3 separate regions of the Mus musculus genome follow, and all the other regions are linked to region 2. A link is a contact called in public HiChIP or PLAC-seq data. All regions are on one chromosome and are shown on one strand. Each heading gives the region's core, a stretch centred on a gene start, on an enhancer-like site or on the middle of the called end of the contact. The rest is flanking DNA. Distances are from core to core; before and after follow the strand shown.

What was found. HiChIP or PLAC-seq counts read pairs in DNA pulled down with a chosen protein or histone mark.
Region 1: an H3K4me3 HiChIP or PLAC-seq map of the SCID.adh cell line shows a contact between it and region 2, with 7 times the contacts expected there. The contact joins two enhancer-like sites. A contact is called at or near these places in 1 of 15 datasets of contacts at CTCF or cohesin (large pre-B cells), 5 of 484 Hi-C or Micro-C datasets (CD8 T cells, the HL-1 cell line, bone marrow-derived macrophages and 2 more), 11 of 115 datasets of contacts at active chromatin or transcription factors (CD8 T cells, the HPC-7 cell line, the SCID.adh cell line and 8 more) and 3 of 9 other capture datasets (adipose tissue, embryonic stem cells and liver).
Region 3: an H3K4me3 HiChIP or PLAC-seq map of bone marrow-derived macrophages shows a contact between it and region 2, with 3 times the contacts expected there. The contact joins two enhancer-like sites. A contact is called at or near these places in 4 of 115 datasets of contacts at active chromatin or transcription factors (CD8 T cells, bone marrow-derived macrophages, hepatocytes and 1 more).

What each region holds. Positions count from the first base shown.
Region 1 is chr2:128,400,430-128,404,962 of GRCm38.p6, reverse strand. The region is part of intron 1 of Morrbid (myeloid RNA regulator of BCL2L11 induced cell death); the gene reads left to right. Among named protein-coding and RNA genes, the nearest start is that of Gm14010, 20 kb to the left of the region's middle. Within about 2 kb of position 1,617, at least 26 of the 459 cell types and tissues checked have an H3K27ac peak or open chromatin away from gene starts, as enhancers often do. A contact at or near this core is called in the SCID.adh cell line, where this site is marked.
Region 2 is chr2:128,177,881-128,182,147 of GRCm38.p6, reverse strand. The region is part of intron 1 of Gm14009 (a long non-coding RNA gene); the gene reads right to left. Among named protein-coding and RNA genes, the nearest start is that of Gm14009, 10 kb to the right of the region's middle. Within about 2 kb of position 2,062, at least 107 of the 459 cell types and tissues checked have an H3K27ac peak or open chromatin away from gene starts, as enhancers often do. A contact at or near this core is called in the SCID.adh cell line and bone marrow-derived macrophages, where this site is marked.
Region 3 is chr2:127,925,709-127,930,445 of GRCm38.p6, reverse strand. The region is part of intron 9 of Acoxl (acyl-Coenzyme A oxidase-like); the gene reads right to left. Among named protein-coding and RNA genes, the nearest start is that of Acoxl, 73 kb to the right of the region's middle. Within about 2 kb of position 1,440, at least 33 of the 459 cell types and tissues checked have an H3K27ac peak or open chromatin away from gene starts, as enhancers often do. A contact at or near this core is called in bone marrow-derived macrophages, where this site is marked.

The DNA.
Region 1 (4,533 bases), core at 368-2,867, 220 kb before region 2:
CCAGACCTCGAAGAGGGTAACACTTATGCTCCATTTAGGGCTAAGCTGTTGACAGTCACTTAATCAGTTATGAGCCTTGGCATAAAGCAGGGGGCCGTTTTTATAGATGTCCTAGATTGTGACATTTATTTGTGATGACCGAAAGAGGTGCTGCGTCTAAGAATATTGTGAACACACTAAGTATGTGCTGTGGCTGATCCAGGGATCCTCAGTGTGCCACGGGAAGTCAGAGAAAGTGACTGTGCCACCCAAAGGTGGTGAGAAGGTGTCCGGTGGGACCTCTGTGAAAGCCAAACTGCACTCCCCAGCTCTTACCAGGCCAGTCTGTCCACACAGGCAGGAGGGGCCTGGCAGCTACAGGCCTCCTTGCACACATCAGGAAAAGGAAACCATTTGAGACTCTAAGGGCTCAGAGTATGGGCAGACTGAGAGCACCTGGTGGTTCTGCTTGCCCTGTGGACCTAATCATGTATGAAGATCGTAAACCATCTCTGAGGGCAAAGTTGCCTGACCTCTGCAAAGCATTGGTTCCAGCATCCTTAACAGAGACAAACCTCACTCCCGTGCATAAGCCCTCTCTTTCTGAGCTGGTCAAGAGTCTCTGTAGGTTTTTGTCTTTTCAAATGTGCCCACCTGACTGGAATTTCTTTGCACTCAGGCTAAGTCAGAGAGAGCCATCTTTCTCTCCTGCAGCTGTGAGTTACACCCAACACTTGAAAATGAAACCGAGTAGTAAGAGGGGCTGAGGAAGAGTGTTCCTGACGGGAACAGAGGTTTGTTATCCAGAAAATGACGTGAGAAGCACTAGGGGAAACCTAGGGCATCTCGTAGCCAGGCACACAAGGTCGTGTGAGCTGACAATCTAATTATTCTGGTCCTAAACTCTCGAAAGAAAAATCCCAAGCCAGCATTTGACACAGTCATGCAGGAAAGCCCGCTTCTGCACCTCCATGCCCTCAATCAAATCTTACAAACACTACTCTGGGCTGCAGATTTTGTTTTTTGTCTGAGTGGATATCACCTCGGATCACTTGCATTAACTGCAGGTGTGTGATGCGGACAAAATGATTGCCCTCCCTACTTTTAGAACGTGCCTTGAATGTGAAGCAAGGAATTGTTTTCCCAAAGCCCACGGGACTGGAGATTTGCAGTGCAGATCTGCAGAGCCTGTGGCTGTCTGTCCACTCTTGGGGGCCCCAGCTCCCCTTGGACTAGTGCCAATAAGCCTCTGAAATGGAGGGTATCCTCTTCCTTCTGCCCCACTCCTTCCCAGCCCAGGCACGTCGTTGACACTCCATTTATGTGAGAAGCTTGGCATTAGCCGCAGGGCTTCACTCTTGACACTTGGACTAATTCTCCACTTTATATTCGTGATTGCCCTTCTGAAAGGAGAATCTGCTGCCAATGGCACCTGGGCATTTGAAAGTAAATATGATGCAAATACTGCCTCCCCGGCACATTCCCTCCTCAACTTTGGGATGAAGAGTGAGGATGAGAAGGAGGAGGTGAGCTGGGGTGCCCGACTCATTTGCATAATGGTGTTTGAGGCTGGGTGAAACTGAAACCATAGCCTGTGTGGGTGGGGCCTTGTTTCTCCTCACAGCTGCCCCCACCCCCCACCCCAGCAGCCAGGCCCCCTCTAGGCTCCTACAGAGGCCTAGGGATGGTGAGGCCCAGGGACTCAGGGCACCAGTGCGAAACCAGATAAAACACCTGGTGCTCCTACTGGCCACAGGCCCGCTGCTGAGCTCTGTGAACAAGCATGGGGGGGGGGGGGTGTCCTTTTTTTCTGATTCAGATTGCAATCTATTGGTGGGGCCCAGCGTGTGGCAGGGTGAGCCTTTGCCAGGAGAGCCAAATCATTTTGATCTTCAGTGGAATGCTCTCCCAGCTGAGTTATTTTTGACACTGTGAGGCAAGGCTTCTCTCCTCCAGTCATTTTTCAGTCAACTGGAGTCTTCCCAATCCCCGTGGCTGAAGCCCACAGATTAAGAGGGGACATCCAGCTCTCCCGTGCGATAAATGGCTTTTCTACCTACTTGGTGTCTGATAAGGTATCTTCACTCAGAAGTAATGTGAAAGTCCGACAGTTTTACAGATCCTGTTACCGTTGCTGAATAACGTCTCCAGGTGGCAAAGTGAGTTCTTGTAATATAAATGAAGCCAGCGTGTTTTTGCTACTGGACTGATTTGCCCTGAGGACAGGGTTTTCCACTATGGAACCCATCCCCCTGATAGGTGTGGAAGAGTGGAAGCCTTTTATATCTATACTTCCTTCGCTCTGTCTTTAGCTTGCTGTGGGTTCATGTCCTTGTTGGTAGAAAGAGGGGATGACCTCTCTACTGGAGTTTTCACGTGTGTGTGGGAGGTCTCAGCTCCTTTTCGAATTCTCTCTGAACATTCTGAAATCCGTTGACTTGTCAGACATTGGGAACACCACGCTGGCTTAGAAGAGCATGGCCTCTTTGATGAAAGCTTTCAGTCCGGAGCCTCTGGTGATGACGTTGGTAACCTTAAACTTGTTCATGGCCACAGTGGAATTCATGTGGGTTTTCCTTAATGGCAAGATAACGGAATAACTACAGAGCGTGTGGCCGTGTGGATGCAGCTGGACTCTGGCTCAGAAGCAAGAGTTGCAGTTTCCTGGGTGCTCCGAAGCTGGCTGGGAAGGTCCCAAGGATGTGGTAGTTCGTAGGCGGCAAAGGCCCCAGGAACTTGCAGCTTAAATCCATTTGTACCTGGGACAAATGTCGTGGTCCTGGTTTCCAGTCTTCCAAGGAGAGATCAGCTTTGGGCTGTCTGCTTTGTATTTGAAGATGTTTTTATTCGAATAATGAGGGGGAAAAAAGGGTGCTAGTTTGCCCAGGCACAGGAGGTTTGGTTTTCTGTTTGTTTGTGGGGTTTTTTGTTTTTCAGTACTGAGGGTGGAGCCTAGGGCCTCGCTAACACTGAGAAGCATGCAACCACTGTGCTATATTCCTGCACACCTGCGGCTCCGCAAAACATTGGTGTGGTGCTGGCTTTGGAAACCTATGGATGATACCATAAGTCAGAAACAGGAATGTCGTATTTAACTAAGTTCTAAGTTGTGACTGGTTGGTATTATTTTACCTATAACAGTTTGAGGTGAGGGGAGAGTGGTTTTAAAACTAGAATTGAGCTGCCGTGTTTATTTCCCTAGCATTCCCCGGGTGGTTATAGTATCCCTGATATCTTGGTGACATAAAAAATAGTGACTGCCCCTGACGGTGGCGACTTCACGGTTTGGAAGGTAAACCCAGCACCCACACTCAGGTTTCCTGAGGATCACATCCACGCTAGGCTGCAGGCTGCACGCAAGGTTCAATGTGTGAATCATCTCATTTCACGGTCACAGAATCCACAAGAAGGTTCCAGTATGACTCTGTTTCATAGCTGAGAGAGGTAACCTTCCTGAGATGACACAGCGTGTAGCTGGCAGAGCCTATACATGAAGGTAAACAGTTGGATCAGATTTCAAAGAGCATGCCCGTAATCACCATTTCAGTGCCCAGAAGCAGCAAGGGCAGAGAACTCAGGGCTCTGTCTATGAGTGAAAGCATAAAACCCCAAAGACTGTTTTCATCATGACACTCAGATAGTTGGAAGGCTTTAGGCTTTGAGCATAGTGAGAGAGACAAAAGATGCCAAGACAGGTGGAGGGGGCACTGGGTGTCCCTAGCCACCCCCTCAGCAGCTCTGATCAGTTAGGAGGCTCGTTGTCAGAGAATAAGCATCTTCCACAGGAATCAAGCCCTTGCTTGGTGCTGGCTGTGTCCAGCCTCCCTCGGGCTCCTTGTGCAGCAAGTGAGTGCTACTGTGGTGGAATGGAGACTTTTCCCTTCCCCCTTTATGGTCTTCCCTGGGGAGGAGAAGCAGCATTGGGAAGAGGTGCTGGGCTCCGTGGGGGCAGAAGGATAAGTGGTCAGGGATTCCATGGAGGAAAAGACAGTAGCTTTGGGGAGAGACTATCCAGGCACCAACCAAGGCTGCAGCCAGTGTGATGGACAGGTGGGAAGGGCTGTCCACTTCGGAGCGAGGCTATGCTTCAGCCATCTTTGACTCCTTGCTCCCTTTCTTTTCCTTCTTCATCTTCTCCAACCCAGGATGTCTTACTGGTGCTTGCCATGGGCAAAGTCCCTCCCCAGCCTGAGTTTCTGAGGCAAAACCAGAATCCCAGTGCCTCGGAATGGGGCTGCACTTGGAGATGAAATCCAGGTAAAATGAAACCAATAGACCAATGGACCCTAATTCATCATGACCAGTGTCCTCCTAAGAGATGAGGACCCAGGCATGTGCAGTGGGGACAGCGCATGAAGAGCGGGTGAGGACCCAGCATCCGCTAGTCAAGGCGAAACCAGCCCTGCTCACACCTTAAGTCTCAGTGACAGAATATCTGACAGAAACAATTTCAGATTTATTTTGACTTGTGGTTTCAGAAATTCCGGGCCACCATCGTGTTGAGGGGTTTGCCTATGAGAACGTCTCTCTGTCACCATGCAAGCCATGGCAAAC
Region 2 (4,267 bases), core at 813-3,312:
TTGCACAGATGGTGACTTTAGGTAAAACAAAACAAAAAACCAAAAACAACTAAATGAGGTAATACATATAATAATGAGTTTGATTTAGCCATTTGTCTTAGTTAGGGTTTAACTGCTGTGAACAGACACCGTGACCAAGGCAACTCTTACAAGGGCAACATTTAATTGGGGCTGGCTCACAGGTTCAGAGGTTCAGTCCATTATCATCAAGGCAGGAGGATGGCAGTATCTAGGCAGGCATGGAGCTGGAGGAGCTGAGAGTTCTACATCTTGTTCCAAGGGCAAATACTCCTCAGGCAGCTAGGATGAGGGTCTTTTTTTTTTTTTTTAAAGATTTATTTATTTACTATATGTAAGTATACTGTTGCTATCTTCAGACACACCAGAAGAGGGCATCAGATGTCATTACAGATTGTTGTGAGCCACCATGTAGTTGCTGGGATTTGAACTCAGGACCTTTGGAAGAGCAGTCAGTGCTCTTAACCACTGAGCCATCTCTCCAGGACCTAGGATGAGGGTCTTAAAGCCCACACCCACAGTGACACAGCTATTCAACATGGCCACACCTACCCCAACAAGCCACACCTCCTAAAAGCGCTACTCCCTGGGCCAAGCATACACAAACCACCACACCATTCTACCATGCATGCACTTTTTAAAACACTGTGTTGTGCAAAATCAATATATACATATATAATTCAGAATTGCCAATTAAAAATAAATTAATTTTAAGATCAAGTCACATGTCTCTGTGTCCTCGATTATCTTTTAGTTCTTCACAGTGAAAGCATGGGTACATTGTATTAAAATATCACCTGGGCTCTGGGTGTGGCCATGTAACACTGCACTCCAAAGGCAGAGGCAGGTGCTTGGTTCTTTGTGAGCCCCAGGCCAGTCAGGTCTACATTTTGAGATTCTGCCTCAACAAACCAAACCACACCACAAACAAAGAGAAAAGGCAGTGTTCCTGGCCCATACCTTTAATCCCAGTATTCCTAAGGCAGAGGCAGGTGAATCTCTGAGTTCTGAATCTACACAGTGATTTGTAAGACAGTCAGGGCTACGCAGAGAAACCCCATCTCAAAATAAAACCAACAACAAAAAGATTCTATTTATCCAGGGAGTGGTGGCACACTCTTTTAATCCCAGTACTGGGGAGGCAGAGGCAGGCAGATGTCTGGGAGTTCAAGGCCAGCCTAGACAGCTCTGTCTCTCAGGGAGGCTGGCAATAATAAGGCAAAGCAAAACCCCTAAAACAACAACAACAACAACAACAACAAAACAAAAGACCTGAAGTAAAGAAAAAAACTACCCTCAAAAGTGGAAAAAATCATATTACTACCTATAAGCCTACATTTTTTACATCGTATGTATCAATTTTAAAAATTAAGATAAAATGACTAGAAAAAAATTGTTACTAGCAAGTTAAAAATAAATGGTTTCTATCTTCCTACAAAAAGGAACAATAATTCCTACCGTTGAGACAGAGTATCACTATATATCCCAGCCCAGCCCAGAACTCAGGAGCCTCTGCCTCAGTTCCCTATGATTAATGAAAATTTTAAAAAGAAACCACAATGCAAATAATAAAGTTCTTAGTTGCGTGCCTGTCGTGTGGTATCAGTGTAATTCACTGTGGCCACCGTCCCTTCTGTCAGTGAGTGAGCCTGAAAATGGATGTGCTGTGGGCGAGCTCTTCCATAGCTCCAGAACCCCACAAAGGAGACCAGGAGAAGCTGGAAGAAACCCAGCCAGGGGAACCTGGGTATTGGCGGGAAACTCCATGAAGCTCATCACCCCAGAACCCTGGCTCTCCTGAGGGTGGAGTCCATGCCTCTCCCTCTGGGTCAGGCTTCTGGGCAGTCAGCCAGCCACACTGCCACTTGATGGTTTGTTTGTTTGCTTCTAAAGACATAAAATCCAAGCTTATCAAACAAAGTCACACTTGGCCCTGCCATCTTGAGAGGTAAATTCCACCATTATCTATGCACTTCAACCCCTGCACAGAACACTTGGTTCCCAGGCGAGCTGGCGGCTGGCTGCAGGGCCGACCTTCACCGACTCACCCTTTCAGCCCCCTTTCAGTCCAGGAGCCAGCCAGTCACGAGGCAGGCGTGCCAGTCACACAGACTAGGGAAATGCCCGAAGGTCCAGCCCACAAGCTGGGAGGTTTAAAAAAACCTCTTTGAACTTCAGTTTCCTCGTTTCTATAAAAGTGGCTTGAGGACAATAGTCTCCTTACCAGCTGGTTTGTGATGAGGAGTCATGAAAAGGTGATTAAACATTGACCCCAGTGCTGGCCTTTGGGGAGGACTCAACACAGAACAGCTGTGGCCTCACCAGTTCCTTAGAAACCTCTCGCTGGGTGGAAGGACGAGGTGAGGCTGGGAGAGGTTTGTACACCCAAAGGGAAAAACATAGAGCTTGTGGCTAAAAAGCGCGGGGCAAAATGAGGTCAGCTAGTGGAAACGTCATCCAAAACTTTGCCAGAGCTCTCTTGAGCCAAAGTCCTCAAAATCACCTACTCCTACTGTGTGTGTTAGAATCCACTGAAACGGAAAGGGGCATCCTGGCCCGGAAGTGGGGTTCCCGTTCATACTGCATCTTTGCACAAATTACAAGCTAGGCATGGGAGGGGCAAGCCAGTGAGCTCGCTTTGAGAGCACTGGATAATACTCTTGCTTGCTGCTCCTGCCTCTCCTCGCCCTGCAAAAAGCCCACAGACCCATAGAACAGGAGGGAAAGAGACACGTCGCGTTTTTGAGACGATGGGCACTGGTAAGAGCTGACTCACAGCTGTCCTTGTTTCTCACTCCCGTGGTGCCTGGCAATACTCCAGATGGTGGAGGCACCACAGCCTGTGTCCTCAAATAGAGACCATGGGAAAAACCATGGTGGGTGAATAGTACAGGGCTCTGTTCCCCTCCCAGTTCACATGCGCCAGTCACCGTGAGCCTTGGGGCAGTATTCTTACCACAGTCAACCTGATTCACCCTCAGATGAGTGTGGACAACGGTGGGAACAGGAGGAAAACAAAGCCCAGAGACACCAGTGGGAGAGACCGTGTCAGGGAGAGCAAGGTAAGGCCTCTTGGAAGAAGATGAACCTGTCCAAGAGGCTGGGTGGAGTTGGGGATGGCAGAGCAGGGGGTGATGAGGTTAGTGTAGGATGCAGCTATTCAAAGAAAGTGCCTATAGGGGTCCTGGAAGATCCCAGTTCCGTCCACAGGCCAGACACGTGAGGGAAACAAGATGAACTCAAAATCAGCGCCAGCCTTCATGACCAGAGTTGAGTTGAGTTTCATAAGCTCTGCTGAGGTCAGAAATCAGCAGAAACGGGACAGGCTCTCAGCTGTCTAGTCCCAAGTCTCTTCCTCCAGGAAGACTTCCCGGACCTTCCTCAGTCTCAGATAGCCTCACAATAACTCTGCTACTGTGTTTGATCTTCTGCAGGATGCTGTGTGAGCTGCATGTGAGTTTTGTGAGTTATGAGTCACAGGTGGCTCCAACCCTGCTTTCTGTCCTTCAGTCTCCCATTCAGCACCCAACAGAAGATGCTAGGCACCACTCTGCATCCTCAAGGGATATCGTATGAAGCAAGAGGCAGGTTTTCTTGGGTCCACAGCAACATCAAAAAAGAGCAAAACGGACATGCAAATAAATCTATTTTAGCATTTGAGACAGACGTCCAACTGAGGAACATGATCAGAAGATGCCAGCCAGTATAAACATATTTTGAAAATATGTATTTCATTTCTTATATATGTACATTTGTTCTCGTCGAAAATAAAGATCAAATCAAATTTCAGAGAGATTTAAAACACAAAGAAGAGTCAATTTAAAATTGTACTGCTAGAAATAAACAGCATGGGTTTGAGATGAAGACTCTAAAGGGGGCTCACTTTAGATAAGGCTGGTTAGTGATGACTGCCTTGGATAGATAGCATTTGAAACAGAGAGAGACAGTAAGGAAAACCAGCTCGTGTGAAGAACGGGGGTCGGGGGGAGGCTATGCAGGGCAAGACAAGCTGTATACCCAGGATCTTCAAGGAGGAAGACCTTAGGGTCTGAGAGAGTCTCTGGGACAATATCTTGATCAGAACATGGACAAAAGGACAGTGCCCCCCAGGTCACCACAGGGTATAGATTTCAGATGATGTGAGAAGACTCTATAGAAAGGCTTGAGTGGGCTGGGGAGGGCATCATGTCAGCCTACTGGGATGGCGACTGCTGTAGGGAACACACTGGTGGGGAAGGTTGAATCCGGA
Region 3 (4,737 bases), core at 191-2,690, 250 kb after region 2:
GAGATGTGCTCAGATCCACTACCTGGAAATCCTTCTGAGCTGCCCAGACATTACGTAGTGACAGTAAGGTGCAAATGCTGGATTAGTGACATCAGAGAGATGAGAAGGGAGCTCCTGCTGTCTTCACAAAGAAGGCATTTAACCGTGTTTTGAAATTCCTATCAACTATTCAGTGTGAACTGAAAAGTTTACCATTTACTAATATAGCCAAGGTTAGATTTCTGAGAGTCTCTGTTCCAGGTCAAGAAACAAAATGTAGGTGAGGGGGGGAAATGGGAGTTTTGAACAAGTACAGTCATGAAAACAGCCAGAGGGAATCTCCCCTTTTGTTCCTTCCAGAATTCAGCTAACCACACTGGCACCTTAAACTTCTGCCGCAAAGGGCAAGGACACACCATCTCCCATTAGTGTGGGGGTTTTTTGTGGAGTTCATTTTTAAGTCACTCTTGCCAAACCACATCAGTCAAGGTATATTTTTCTTACTTTTGCCAGAGAGGGAGTTTCTTGGACACCTTTTCTACCATGGTCCATTACAGGGCATAAGAGCGTACTGATGCCCTTCTCTACACAGCCATCGAGGAAACTAGGGACAGTGAGCCAGGGCTGAGTCAAGGTGAGGCTCAGAGCTGTCACTCTGAAAAGGTCCAGGTGACTAAGGTAATACAAAGATGTCTTGGCTTCTGAATGCAGGTGAGGTTGCCAGGGACCTTTCTCCAGACCTATCTATGCAGCATGGCTGTTCAGATGTAACTGCACACGTGAACATGTGAATATGCATACACACGCGCACACATACACACACAGAGAGAGAATCAGAGAATCAGAGAATGAAGTGTGAGACTGATACTATTGTAACAGAGAAACATCCCCTAATCCCAGTGACAACTCATGTCACACACTCAGGAAAAATAAGGAAGACATCCTTTAATAACAAAGCATATGTCCAGTTTTGTCTAGTGCTCCAAAAGAAACAAGCCTCCATAAAAATTGCTCTAGGTCTAGGGTTATAACATTGTAGTCATGCCCTTTGGTATGGGGTAGGGCCTAACGGTCAGCTGTGGGACAGGGGTGTTTCTTTGCAGTATGGGAATTGGTCTACTTGGTGGCAATGAAGAGCCAAACATGAGCTGAAACATTTCCCCAGCAATCTAAACTTTATGTTAAAGGTACACATCTTCCATAGTTTTTAAACAAGTCTGGTCAGTATGTTACTGATCCTTGGGTACTCCTTTAGCAACATTTCATTTTGGGTGCCTTACTATTTCCTAACCAAGGTTAGCCGACCATTTATTTATAGCATTAGCTTGGCCTGTTGTTTCCACTTCCTCCTAGATCCCTGCAAGGAAACAAATGGGGAATAAAAGAAAGATGATGGGAGGGGCCAGTGGGAGGGGACTGCAGCTGAGTATGGGGTAGCATCTGTGTGGCTGGGGAGAGGGAGGAACCAACTTCCTAAGGATCCATCACTGCCTTCTCTCCTGCCTGTTGGTGAAAGCCTGGGGTACCTCGGGAGGCGTAGCAGGTCTTCACCGGTCAGACACCTTAGAAGCCATTCCTAGATGTCACATAAGCCTGATGAACCCCTTAACCTTGGGCTCCCCTGGAATGCCAAGTCCAAATAAGACCTCCTCCCTTCCACCCCAGCATTCTGATTGCACAGCACCCTACAAGAAGATCCCGGGAGCTGGGAAGGGCATCGGTTTGCATGACCAGGGGAGCTCTAGCAGGCAACAGTAGCTGTGCCCCTGCCGGCTCCCTGGGGGCCAGGTGGGTTTTCCTCTTCTCCTTCCTCCTGGTGTGATCCAGGCCCAGTAAGTCTCCCTTTCATTGTGTCCTGACAAATAGATGGTGTGTGTTTTCTTTTCGCATTCTTTTTAATGGCCTGGACTATCCTCCAGTGCCCCAGCTGTGCATGTCAAACAAAATGTATTGGGGTCAGGCGGATTCTCACACCACACTGAACTGCACACCGTGCAAACAAAAAGCACTCATTTCACTACATTGTACATGCTCGAGAACGCTATACTAAGGGACTGGTGTAATTACTGCACTAGCCACTGGACTGGGCACAGGCTACAGCAATCTCTCTCTCTCTCTCTCTCTCTCTCTCTGTCTCTCTCTCTCTCAATTTTCAAATATAGTTATACAAAGTGTCCCTGTATCTAAACGTCCTATGCAAATACAAACATCTTACAAAGCGCACACAGATAAAATCAGCCCAGGTTGATGTACCCTGAGCAGGGAGCTCTGTGCCGTGTGACCTTTAGAGACAAGACAGAGCACATGTAGAGAAATGGAGATTTTTTTTTTATGTTATAAACAAAGGTGCAACCCCACAGAGAGTGTGTGTGAACTCTCTTCAAAGAAGGGCACACTTTAAACCTGGAGGAAAATAAGAAGGCAAGCTTCCTGTTTCAGGAAGAGGAAGAGGAAGCTTTCAAACGTGTAACAAGGCAGGTGGCCTCAGGAAACTGAGAAAAGGGTGCGTGGAAATATACTCTGATTGCCGCTGTGGCATTTTAAAGAAACAACATTTGTGTTTTGTTCCATAACTAAGTGAAAATCAGCCGAAGCTTTGGGGAAAGTCCGCTTGTTTGAAGCAAGGCCACCGCGGCTTGCTGCCTCTGGCTTTTGCTCTGCAGGCAACCAGCTCATTCTGCAGCCTGCTGGAGCAAAGACCCACACAGCTGAGGACAGATGTGGCTACAATGCCTCGGGAAACCGCCACAGGCTCACACACCTGCAGGTGACATCACCGCTCTATCTTACCCCAGAAATCTATTAGCATGCAGAAACAGGTGTCAGCAAACCCAACCCCACTCTTAGAAAGCATTCGGCCTCCCCAGCCAGAGAGTGGAAACTGTAAACCTGAGGCTGAACTCGCACTTGCCTGCAGAACGGAGCACCACCCCCACCCCTTACCCCCAATCCACAACTCAAACTTCCTAGGACAGCTGCTTCCCCATGTACAAAAGACTCCAGATGCAGCCACAACAACAGCAGGGAGAACTCCTTCCTCTGGATATTGTTTTTTCCTCTGAGAAATGTTGTCTCTGGTTTCATTTTGTTTTATTCTTGTTTCCCTGCGCTGTAGCCCAGGCTGGCCTCTAATTCGAGGTCTTTCCCTATGATTTCCCAGAAGTGGGTCACTACATCTGGTTAGAATCTTGTCTTTTCTCTAGCAAAAAATAGTTAATGCCTGTTAGTCCTTCCCAACCTCTAGCTCTCGAAGCAGCCTTTTCCCTTGAATCCAGGCCCAAGTATAAGGGAGGGCTTCCGCACATTTAGATCATTAAATATCCATGTGTGTCTGAGATGTTTGAAATAGTCCAGCAGACAAAGGGGTGACTAGTGAAGACTTAACCCTGGTAAGAGTCTGAGAACTGCAGGAACCGGGGAAGAAAGTGGAACTCGGCTGTCACTTTCTTTCGTGTTTGAGATTGTCTTTAACAAAAATATTTTTTAAATGTGTAGTAATATTTCCAGTTATTCGGCCTCACCCCTCCTCCCTTCCTCCTTTGTAACAGAGCCCTCTTTTTTGTTTTTTTAATCCGCTCTGCTCTGCTCTGTTCTGTGGATCTGCTGTGCTTCACTAATCCAGCCATAGGCATCCAAGTCCTCACCGGTGACAGCCCTAGAAATGACCACATGGCTTTCTCTGATGATCTGAAATGAGAGCAAGTCTCCTGAAGGGTTTCTGGAAAAGGTTTCCATCTACTAAAAAGAAAGAAACGTAGAGGAAGGCATGGGTCCTCCTCAGCTGCTAAATCCCATTACATATGCATGTGACAGCAAGGACCCCAGCGGCCATGTTGTGACCACAAAGGAGTCAGTCAAGACAAAACTGACAGCTCGGGGGCTGCAGAGAAGAAAGATCAAAGCTACCCTGGTCCTTGAGGATGTCATTGAGCCACAAAATAACCACGCCGAAACTGCTCCACTTCAGGGATCATTAAGTGAGAAAACAGTACAGTTACTGTTTACAGCGTGGAGCCAGGGGTTCTCTTGACTCGCAGTTAAGTTCATAATGCCTGACATAAAGCAGTTGGGGGAGAAATGGAAGAAACAATGAAAGAAGACTCTGAATTCCATCAGCATCATGAGTCTGGGCAAAGCCATAGCCGTTGTGATCGTGCATGAGAGCTAGATTTCCATTGCATGTCTCCTCATGGGTCTTACGGTAGTCTCTCTTTCTCTCTCTCTCTCTCTCTCTCTCTCTCTCTCTCTCTCTCTCTCTGAAGCTCCATCCCTGCATTTTCTCATATGAAGTAGCTCTGATTTTTCTGAGAACATTTTCTCGAATGGCTCTCATATCCACTACTATCCCAAGGTACATAGGGATTCCTAGCATCATCGGAAGACGATGACCTTCATTAAGCGCCCACGTGGTCTTGGACAGGTTCTTTAGCCTCTGAGAATAGATTCCCTTGCTGCCAAGACAGAATTGATTTTTACCCCTTAGGGCTGTGGTAGTTACAGGGACAGGATTTAAGCAACTGCTGGTTACTTAAGAGCCAGATCCTGAAGCTGTGGGTCATGTGACTGAAGGTGAAGCTTGCAAAAATATGGTGGCAGTGAAATGTTCCTTCAGACGCAACCAAACAGCAACTCAGAGTCACACAATGAATGCATAGGTGGTGTTCCTGGTAGCACCCATCTGAGCGACACTGTGGAACACAGCCGTGGTTCTAAACACCCCACGCAAACTCAAGGAATGCCAAAACACCTGAAACATCT